Linked DNA regions of Mus musculus: region 1 is linked to region 2. The links are chromatin contacts, called in public HiChIP or PLAC-seq maps. All regions are on one chromosome and are shown on one strand. Each heading gives the region's core, a stretch centred on a gene start, on an enhancer-like site or on the middle of the called end of the contact. The rest is flanking DNA. Distances are from core to core; before and after follow the strand shown.

Region 1 (4,996 bases), core at 623-3,122, 460 kb after region 2:
TGGCAGACTGGGTCCTGGGTTCCAGGTCCTGGAATTCAACCAACTATGAGTTGAAAACCGCTAGGAGAGAAACAGATTATCAAAATGGCTCAATCCTTATGACCTGACCTACATGGCCTCCAAAAGTAGTCCTATCAGCTGGGCAACTTTTTATCCTCAAAGAGGAAGGCAGATTTCTGTGGCTTAATGCCAGTCTGGTCTCCATGGGGAACTGCAGGCCCTCCGGAGCTCCATAGTGAGACCTTGTCTAAAAACAAAGGCCTTTGACTGCCACATGTGCACTGTGGCATGGGTGTGCCTCCCTCCCACGCGAACAAGCTAATACATGAATTTATAAAAATATTCGGGGGGTTGGAGAGATGGCTTGGTGGTTAAGAGCACTGACTGCTCTTCCGAAGGTCCTGAGTTCAAAACCCAGCACCCACTTGGTGGCTCACAACCATCTGTAATGAGATCAGATGCCCTCTTCTGATGTGTCTGAAGACAGCTCCAGTGGTGTAGTTACATGTATAATAAATAAATAAATCTTTAAAAAGAGTGCTGGCTGCTCTTTCAGGGGACCTGAGTTCAGTTCCCATGGCAGCTCACAACTGTCTGTAATTCCAGTCCCTAGGGATATAATGCTCTTTTCTGGTCTCTGAGGGCATCTGACGTGTACATAGTTCATAGACATATATGCAGGCAAAACACCCATACACGTGAAATAAAATGATAAAAACAATATTCAGGAGCGGGCCTGGGACGCGTCTCTGTGTGTAGAGGACCTGCCCAGCATCCATGAAGCTCTCGGTGCAAACTCAGCATCATATAACAGTACTCAGGAGACTGAGGCAGGAGAATTGGAATTTCTAGGCCAGCCTTGACTACATAACAAATTCTGAGCTAACCTGGGCTCCATAGGAAGGCTCTGTTTAAAATTAAAAAGAAAAAAAGAAAAGAAAAAAAATCAAACATGGAGGAGAGAGGACCTCACACTTAGGCTAAGCCCTTCCTTCCTTCAGGATCTATATTCTTCTCATACTCCTGCAAACAAGCCTTCACCCGTGCTTCTGTGAACAACCCTGAAGAAACTCATCGGGTCTGACACACACACATATGCACACACATGCACACATGTGCACAAACATGCTCACATACATACATACACACACACACACACATGTGCATGCACACACAAATGCCCAAAAGACATAAAGGTAGGAGAAAGACTAGCTGGAAGAGGAAGGGGACCCCTGCAGGTGGGGATAGAGCAGGAGAGGGCGAGTGCTGGGTGAATGCGATCCAAATGCATCCATACATGCGTGGAATGGCCTTGTGAGCACACACACGCCTTTACTCTCAGCACTCGGGAGGCACAGGCAGCTGGATCTGAGTTTAAGGCGAATCTGACCTATGATCAAGTTGCAGAACAGCCAGAGCTACCAAAGTAGGGGCTGGAGAGATGGCTCAATGGTTAAGAGCACTGACTGCTCTTCCAGAGGTCCTGAGTTCAATTCCCAGCAACCACATGGTGGCTCACAGCCATCTAAAATGGGTTTCGATGCCCTCTTCTGATGTGTCTGAAGACAGCAACAGTGCACTCACATACATAAAATAAATAAATAAATCTCAAACACACACAAACACACACAACAAAATAAATTAATAAAAAGAGAGGAAAAGAAAAAAACAACACGTCACTATGAAGCTTTGATGTATGATTAATATAAACTAATTAAAATTAAGACAAAACAAACAAAGGAGCGTCACAGTGCAATATCTACTTTCCAGTCCACTGTGTTGAGCACTGAGTCATCAAAGGTGACTTAGAGTGTGCCTGGGGTTCTGTGCAAACACTATTACGGTCTTGTGCCTTTGTGTGGAGGTGACTGGAGCTTCTTAGGTTTGGCATTCTGAGAATGCCCTGGCAGCCACCTTTGGTGACTAGGAGAGACAACCTTAGGCAAAGAACACGCAACAATGTCCGACACAATGAGGTTTATGGGCTGAGTCAATGTCTCTGTTTTCTTCTTTTCTGTGTGCTAGCCTGCAGCCAACATTGCACACTCATGATATCATCTGAGCGTTCCAGACAGGGATCTGGAGGCAATTAAACAGTGGAGGGCAAAGGGCAGCTATAGGACAGGAGGAAATGGTGAAATTCACTCTGTCTGCAACGAGGGACAGGGTCTCCTACTGCACCCCAGGTTAGCTTGGCAATCGTTATGCTGTCCAGAATGTCCTCGAACTGCCATTCAGGCTGCCTCCCCTGGGGTAACAGCAGTCAGTCACCATTCCTGGCTCTACAGCAAATCTTCCCACAAACTTGCTAGGTAGACCAGGCTGGACTTAAATTTAAAATCTGTCTGTCCTTGTCCTCTCTGTGCTAGATTAAAGGTACATACCATCACACCTGGTTTCTCTACAAACATAGATTTTATTAAAAAGAAAGAGAACTCTTAGCCAGGCAGTGGTGGTGCACGCCTTTAATCCCAGCACTCCGGAGGCAGAGGCAGGCAGATTTCCGAGTTCGAGGTCAGCCTGGTCTACAGAGTGAGTTCCAGGACAGCCAGAGCTATACAGAGAAAACCTGTATCGAAAAACAAACAAACAAACAAACAACAACAAAATTCTTAAGACTAAGAAGGGACTATGTAATTCAGATTCTCAAATCAAGAATCAAGCTACATAGGGGCTGGAGAGATGGCTCAGAGGTTAAGAGCACTGACTGCTCTTTCAGAGGTCCTGAGTTCAATTCCCAGCAACCACATTATAGCTCACAACCATCCATAATGAGATCTGATGCCCTCTTCTGGTGTGTTGGAATACAGCTATAGTGTAGTCACAAAAAGTAAATAAATAATTCTTTAAAAAAAAAAAAAAAAAAAAAAAAGAATGATGCAACACCATCAGGCCGGGCCAGGTTGGCACACACCTTTAATCCCAGCACTCCTGGGGCAGAGGCAGGAGGAGCTCTGTGAATTCAAGGCCAGCCTGGTCTACAGAGTGAGCTCCAGGACAGCCAGGCTTACACAGAGAAACCCTATAAAGCTCAGTTGGTCAAAAACGCTTGCCGTGAAGTCTAAGCGCTTGAGTTCAATCCTGGGAACCCATGGTGGAAGGAGAGAGATCAACTCTTGCAGTCTGTCCTCTGCCCTCCACGAGCAATAAACAAACAAAATACCACGAAGAGCTAGGGTGGGGAGGAGGCCTGTAATTCTGTAAGTTCAAAGCCAGGCTAGGCCACACAGTGAGTTCCAAGTCAGCTATCTCCAAACACCAAATGGAATAACCATAGTGAAAATACCAAGTGAGTCTGTGACATTAAGGACACAGATTCGGCTACCAGGAATCTGAAATTGCTGAAGTGGAGCCCATCTGTAGGCCAGGGCTTGGGAGGATGGCTGGGATGAGGACAGCCCAAGCAAGTTAGGGAGAACCCTGACAAAATCAAAAGAGGAAGGAGGTGGGAGTGGGGAGGGAGAGAGAAAAGGAGGGGGAAAGGGAGGGAGGCAAGAGGGAGAGAAGGAGAGAGGGAAAAAGAAAGGGAGGGAGAGAGGAAGAAGGGGAAGGGGGAAGTGAGTGAAGGAGAGAAGAAAGGAAGGAGAGAGGAAGGGAAGGGGATAGAGAGGGAGAGGAGGAAGAAGGGAGGAAGGAAGGGAGGGAGAGAAGGAGGGAGAGAGAGGGGAAAGGAAGGAGGGAGAAGGAAGAAATGGAAGGAGAGAGAGAGGGAGGGAAGGAGGAGAGAGATATATGAGCTGGGCATGGTGGTGCACACTTGTAAGCCCTCCACTTGGGAAGCTGATACAGGAGGCTCACAAGTCTGAGATCAGCCTAGACTACGAAGTGAGTGTCAGAGACATAAAACATAAAGTCATATGGGGATATAGAGCTATGAAGGCCACTGCTCACACCTACTAAGGGAATACAGAAAGGACATCTCAGGAGCTAAAAAGATGGCGTTCAGGAAGGTGGGGGGGGTGAGGATGGGGGATTGGATTTAGCACAACAGTGAGAGAGGACACATCTCCAGGTGATCTTTTAGTATTCATCTAATGTCCAGGATTATATTATATTATATTCATATTCTCTCTCTCTCTCTTTCTCTCTCCCTCTCTCTCTCTCTCCCTCTCTCCCTCTCTTGCACGCATACTCCTAAATACAATAAAATTTAAGAGAATACATGCATATGGCTACAAACAACATCAACACACTGCAGAGAGTTGGAAAGAAAATTGCACAGAAACAGCTTCCTAACGGATTCGTGAAGCTGATGACAACAGGCTATGGAAGTGCAGTCAGCTACGCAACTGTACTCCTCCAAGTGATGTAGGAAGGAGTTTTCTTTTCAGGCACTGGGGGAACTCACAGTGTCAGATATACTAAGAGATTGTTCTACCACTGATATCTGCAGCACTCACACACCCCAAGCCAATGCAACAAATTCCAAGAGACCAAATCTGGGGCATTGTGAACAGCAATAAGCAATGATAGTACTAGATTTTCACCTGGAGAATTAAAGAAATATTCATAAATCTGTGGTGGAAAGAAATCATTGTCTAAAAGAATGAATGAAGTAGGCAGGAGGGAGGGACAGCTCTTCCTAACACTAAAATTTCAATTAGATAGAAAGGAACAGCTGGAGTCATGGCTCAGTGGTAGAGCCCTGCCTAGAATCCCCCAGTAAGGGGCTGGGGGCGTGGCTCATTGGTAGAGCCTCTGCCTAGAATCCCCCAGTGAGGGGTTGGGGACATGGTTCAGTGGTAGAGCCCCTGCCTAGAATCCCCCTGTGAGAGGCTGGGGGCGTGGCTTAGTGGTAGAGCCCCTGCCTAGAATCCCCCAGTAAGGTGCTGGGGGCGTGGCTCAGTGGTAGAGCCCTGCCTAGAATCTTCCAGTGAGGGGCTGGGGGCATGGCTCAGTGGTAGAGCCCCTGCCTAGAATCCCCCAGTGAGGAGGTGGGGCCATGGCTCAACAGTGCGGCCCTTGGCTAGCATGTTGGAGATATAGTTTCCTCTTT
Region 2 (4,883 bases), core at 1,178-3,677:
GTCGTGGTGCTGGCGAAAGGGCCACAGGTGAGTGCACACGACCCTGCCCATGGTTCTACAGGGACACAGCCCCACCTATGAGGTCATCTGAAGTCATGCCCCCTTTTTTGGGAAGGTCTTGGGGGGGACACTGACCAACTTGAGAGTCCTAAGAGCACTGAAAAACACCAGTGGGAAGCACGCAGTAGGGAGCACGCAGTAGGGAGCATGCAGTAGAGAGCACACAGTAGGGAGCATGAAGTAGAGAAGCACCCAGAAATTGCTGTTTTAGAAGGCAAAGATACCACCCTGAAGCCTGTTGGAGACATGGCCCTATCCCTACCCTGGGAGATTAAAATGACCTCACTCCAGTCTATCGAAAAAGCACTTAGCTCTGCCATGAGGGTTTAAGAGAGACAGTGCTCTTTGCCTTCCTTAAATGGATGTTCTCTGACCCCCCCCCAACTTAATTGACCTTTGCATCCAGGTGACCGTGGACAGTGAAGTGGTGGCACTACCCATGGTTGTAGGATCCATATATATAACCGCTGAAAACCGAAACGTATTTCTGCAGACAAAAAGTGGGCTAAAACTTCTTTTTGATGGCGATGACCATATCCTTATATCCATCCCGAGTCCCTTCCGTGGGCGTCTCTGTGGCCTCTGTGGGAATTTCAATGGGAACCAGAGTGACGACTTTGTGCTGCCCAGCGGAGTGGTGGCCCCCAACGTGGAGGCCTTTGGAGCTGCATGGCGAGCTCCCGGCTCCTCCTTGGGCTGTGGTGAAGGCTGCGGGCCCCAAGGCTGCCCAGTGTGCTCGGCAGAAAAGAGAGAATTGTATGAGGAAAACGATGCCTGTGGGAAGATCCGAGACCCCCAAGGCCCCTTTGCAGCTTGCCACAAGGCTCTGAATCACTCGGAATACTTCCACCAATGTGTTTTTGACCTTTGTACCCATCACGGAGACAGAGACTACCTCTGCCGTAGCCTGGCTGCTTATACTGCAGCCTGTCAGGCAGCTGGGGCAGCAGTGAAGCCCTGGAGGACAGACAGCATCTGCCGTGAGTGTCTCTGACCCCTTGGGTGACCCCAGGCCCTCCTTTCCTGTAGAAGTCCCTGCCTGTAACAGGGTTTCTTCCAGCCCTGCCCTGCATCCTCTATGGCTTTCCTCCTTTCCTTCTGGCTCTGGGGTCTCAGACTCCAGTCAAGAGTCCACACTCCCCAGCCTCGACATTCACCTTTTCCCAGGGCTGTTCCCAGCTCTTTCCATACTGACCTGAAATGGAGTTGGGTGGACTGAGAGCCCACGGGAGTCCTGAGTCTCACAGTCACTGGCCCTTCCCACAGACTCTGTATTTTCTCACATCCTCAGTGCAAGGCCAGAGGCAATAGATGCCCCCCCCAACTACACACCTATTTCCAAATTATTGGATAACAACAAGTCCCCTCAGATGCCCCGTGCCAAAGCAATGGTCCTTAGCACTTTAGTAAAGAGCCTTTTCTCCTTCAGTTTCCTATTAATACCTAGACCCAGAGTCCCATCAGCTACCCAAAGGAACTGAAAGAGTCCCAGTTTGACTGTGGACACCATCACTAGCTCAAACAGTAGGCTAGGTCATGCACTCTGTGCTCTCTGAGCTTACCCTGGTGGCCCTCAAGGTCTCTGCACCAGCCGGATTTCCAACTGAAATCAAACTTCACCCCAAACCTGATTCTCCTTTCCTGCCCCAGTTATTATCTGATGGTAGCCACACCCGTCCGCAGCACTAAGCCAGAGCCTAATCTTTGATGTCTTCCTGTGTCTTTCACATATCCTTGTCTTTCCCTTGCCCCATCCTCAAACCCATTCTTGTGCTATCCCAACCCTTTGCACACACCTATCCGCTCACCTAGATACTCTGCTTTCCCCTGTCCCAAGTGAACCCTGTCAGAGCCTCCCCGGGTCATCCATCCCATCTGCCCGAGCCTCCCAGTGCATCCGAATCTTCTGCCTCACTTCCCTGGCCCATCCTGACAGCCTGCTTGTCCGCTGCATCCCATCCTCAGCCTCCTCATCCCATCCCTGTCTCCTGGCTGGTCCTTCAAGGCCAAGCCTCGCCTTCTTCCGTTAGCATTTCCATTTCCCAGGCCTGACACTCTCCTCTCAGATGTCTCCTCTCCCCAGCCCCTATACCTCTTCTCTCCCAGTGCAGTATGGCAGCTGTAACTGTCTGTATACCTGGATGTGAGTTTTGTAAGACAGGGTTGGAGACTGCCTGCCACATTCACCTTGTCTCCTCTCCCTAACAGCTGCCGAGTGTCCTGCCCACAGCCACTACTCTATCTGTACACATTCCTGCCAGGGCTCCTGTGCTGCAATCTCTGGCTTCACTGGCTGCACCACGCAGTGCTTTGAAGGGTGTGAGTGCGATGACCACTTCCTGCTCTCCCAGGGTGTGTGCATTCCTGCCCAGGACTGTGGCTGCTTCTACAATGACCAATATATGCCGGTGAGCGGAGGGGATGGGAGGCAGTCTCTAAACAGGCAGTGTGGGTAGAGGGACTGGAGGGACATTCAGAGCTGCTGTGCTCTGGGCTTCTGTTCAAGGACTGGGACACAGAAGGACACCACCTGCTTGCAGCAGTGGTCGCTGTACTGATCACCCCAGGCTCAGCAGGTCAAATGTGAGAGCTTAGTTCCCAGCAGATCTGGAGGCCAGGAGTCAAAGACCAGACTCACTGCACTGACATCAAAGTGATGAAAGGGGACACTGGATTGTCTTAAGAGGACAATCAAGTCCTTGTCTCTCCCACCCCCTTATGTGGCCTCGGTCAGTCCTTGCCTTGGTCACTCCACTCCAATCTCTGTCATCACTTCTCTGTATGGCATAACACCCATGGGATTTCCTACCTAGATAATCAGGATAAATTCTCCATCTAAACAGTATTAGTCACACTGCAAACATGTTTCCACTTAAGGTAGTACACCTGCTCTCAGAAAGTGGGAATTGCTGTTTTGCTGTGTGGCCAATCCTCCACTACCCTGCCTCTCTGAACTCCTTCACCTGCAGAATGGCTGAGTCAGCATCCTGATGCTCAGGACAGCTGGTACCCAGTGAGGGTCTGCCTCATCTTCCTGTGCATCCCATTCAGCCAAAAGAATGGAATTCACAATAGTGCAGTAGGTGGCTCGGCTACCAATCATTCAACATCGTGATTTGGGATTTTATAGTTAATATCCTTTGTTAATGCTTTTTGAAAGCGTTGTGTGCATAAGTCTGTTTGAAACATTCCTTTGTCCTGTGATCGCATCCCTCTGAAACAGGCTGCACACAAAGGTTGTGAAACAGAAGCCATCCCACAGCTACTCAGTAGCCAACCGGTGCTAACTTGTGTGGTTAGCGCTGCACTTTCCTTCAGGTCTCAATTGCTCCTGAAAGCCGTCTGACCCTATTCTTTTTTTTTTTTTAAAGATTTATTTATTATTATATGTAAGTACATTGTAGCTGTCTTCAGACACACCAGAAGAGGGAGTCAGATCTTGTTACGGATGGTTGTGAGCCACCATGTGGTTGCTGGGATTTGAACTCTAGACCTTCGGAAGAGCAGTCGGGTGCTCTTACCCACTAAGCCATCTCACCAGCCCCTGACCCTATTCTTGTTCCAGTCCAACACCTTCCCTTCTGTCCCTGACTCCTTCTGTGCCTTCCCACCTCATCCCTGACCTCTGCCCTGCTCAGCCATTTTGGATTTGTGAAGCAGACACCTAGAGGAAAGTCCACAGAGAGATACAAGCATTCGAGACCTTGGGGTACTAGTAGGACACTCAACTCACTGAACCTTAGTTCATGTCAATGGATTCCACCCTATGAAGATTATTAGGGGACGATTGTCCTGGTCATGTACAGAACTGTTTTATCGTCATGATCTCCTAGTCAGTGCCACACTGTCTAAGTATGTCTGTAGCATGTGCATTACATTAGGCGTGCTGTAAGGTGTACAGTAGGATGTGGTGGTTTGCATGCAGAAGTGATACCACTGTACAGAATGGATTTAGCATCCTCCAGTCCGGTACCCTCCAGGGCTTCTGGATCAAGGGGTGACTGTTTTGTGATGGTTTGGGTTTTTTTTTTTTTCTTCCAAAGTTTTCAACGTTTTATGGTTTTCTTTCAAACTTTTATTCTTTTAAGTAATCTAACGTTAGGACACTTGTAAGCAAGTGTGTGGAGGAGTACCCTTTCCTGGGGCTCTTCCACGGAAGCCACGCCCATTTTACCACCTTCTGTTTGTGTGTGTGTGCCTGTTATTTATTTCCTAGCAACCATTTGACCTTTTCTTGCAAACACAGTGGCTCCTTTATCCCTAAGCAACTAAGTCTGGGTTCTGTGACAATAAGGAATTCGATCACGTGACAGAGGATAATGATCAAAACCAGGAAATTCACAGTTATTCCATACCATTATCAGGTGACTTCACCCAGATTTCACCGGTTATTTCAACACAAGCATCTGTAATCATTACCCTCTCTGACCCAGCACTGTGAGGAGGCAGACACTGTTTTCTGTTCATAAATTCTACTGAGCCCTCCAGGGAGAAAACGGGAAAGCCTAGGCCTGAGGACTGAGCACAGGTTGAGGGGCCTCTGTCTGGGGAAGCAAGAAAACGGGAGAAGATGATCAGAAAAGAGACACTCAGTTCAGGGAGAGGCACTGCCAGGGCCATTCGTTCCGGGCCACGGGCACAGGGATGCTGAGATGTCCCCAGCACCCACCTTATCTACTCCAGTAAGTTCTTTATGTAGTGTAGTAATAAGTATCTTCATATAATTCATGTTAACAAATCACTACAAAATGTAATAGGTTAAAACAATCACTGCTTGTGTTTCTAATCTTGTGACTGCAGTTTGGGGTGGGGGTCCTCTGAGC

What was found. HiChIP or PLAC-seq counts read pairs in DNA pulled down with a chosen protein or histone mark.
Region 1: a contact with region 2 is called in a FOXA1 HiChIP or PLAC-seq map of pancreatic cancer cells. The contact joins two enhancer-like sites. A contact is called at or near these places in 3 of 39 promoter capture datasets (the C10 cell line, liver and pre-B cells), 5 of 484 Hi-C or Micro-C datasets (B cells, CD4 T cells, the G1E-ER4 cell line and 2 more) and 2 of 115 datasets of contacts at active chromatin or transcription factors (pancreatic cancer cells and pro-B cells).

Annotation. Positions count from the first base shown.
Region 1 is chr7:28,617,484-28,622,479 of GRCm38.p6, forward strand. The region is part of intron 2 of Acp7 (acid phosphatase 7, tartrate resistant); the gene reads right to left. Among named protein-coding and RNA genes, the nearest start is that of Acp7, 11 kb to the right of the region's middle. Within about 2 kb of position 1,873, at least 23 of the 459 cell types and tissues checked have an H3K27ac peak or open chromatin away from gene starts, as enhancers often do. A contact at or near this core is called in pancreatic cancer cells, where this site is marked.
Region 2 is chr7:28,157,069-28,161,951 of GRCm38.p6, forward strand. It overlaps 9530053A07Rik (RIKEN cDNA 9530053A07 gene), which reads left to right. Exons shown (of 20, transcript NM_001164655.1): 15 at 1-27; 16 at 467-1,040; 17 at 2,269-2,468. Among named protein-coding and RNA genes, the nearest start is that of Gm31024, 9.4 kb to the right of the region's middle. Within about 2 kb of position 2,428, at least 33 of the 459 cell types and tissues checked have an H3K27ac peak or open chromatin away from gene starts, as enhancers often do. A contact at or near this core is called in pancreatic cancer cells, where this site is marked.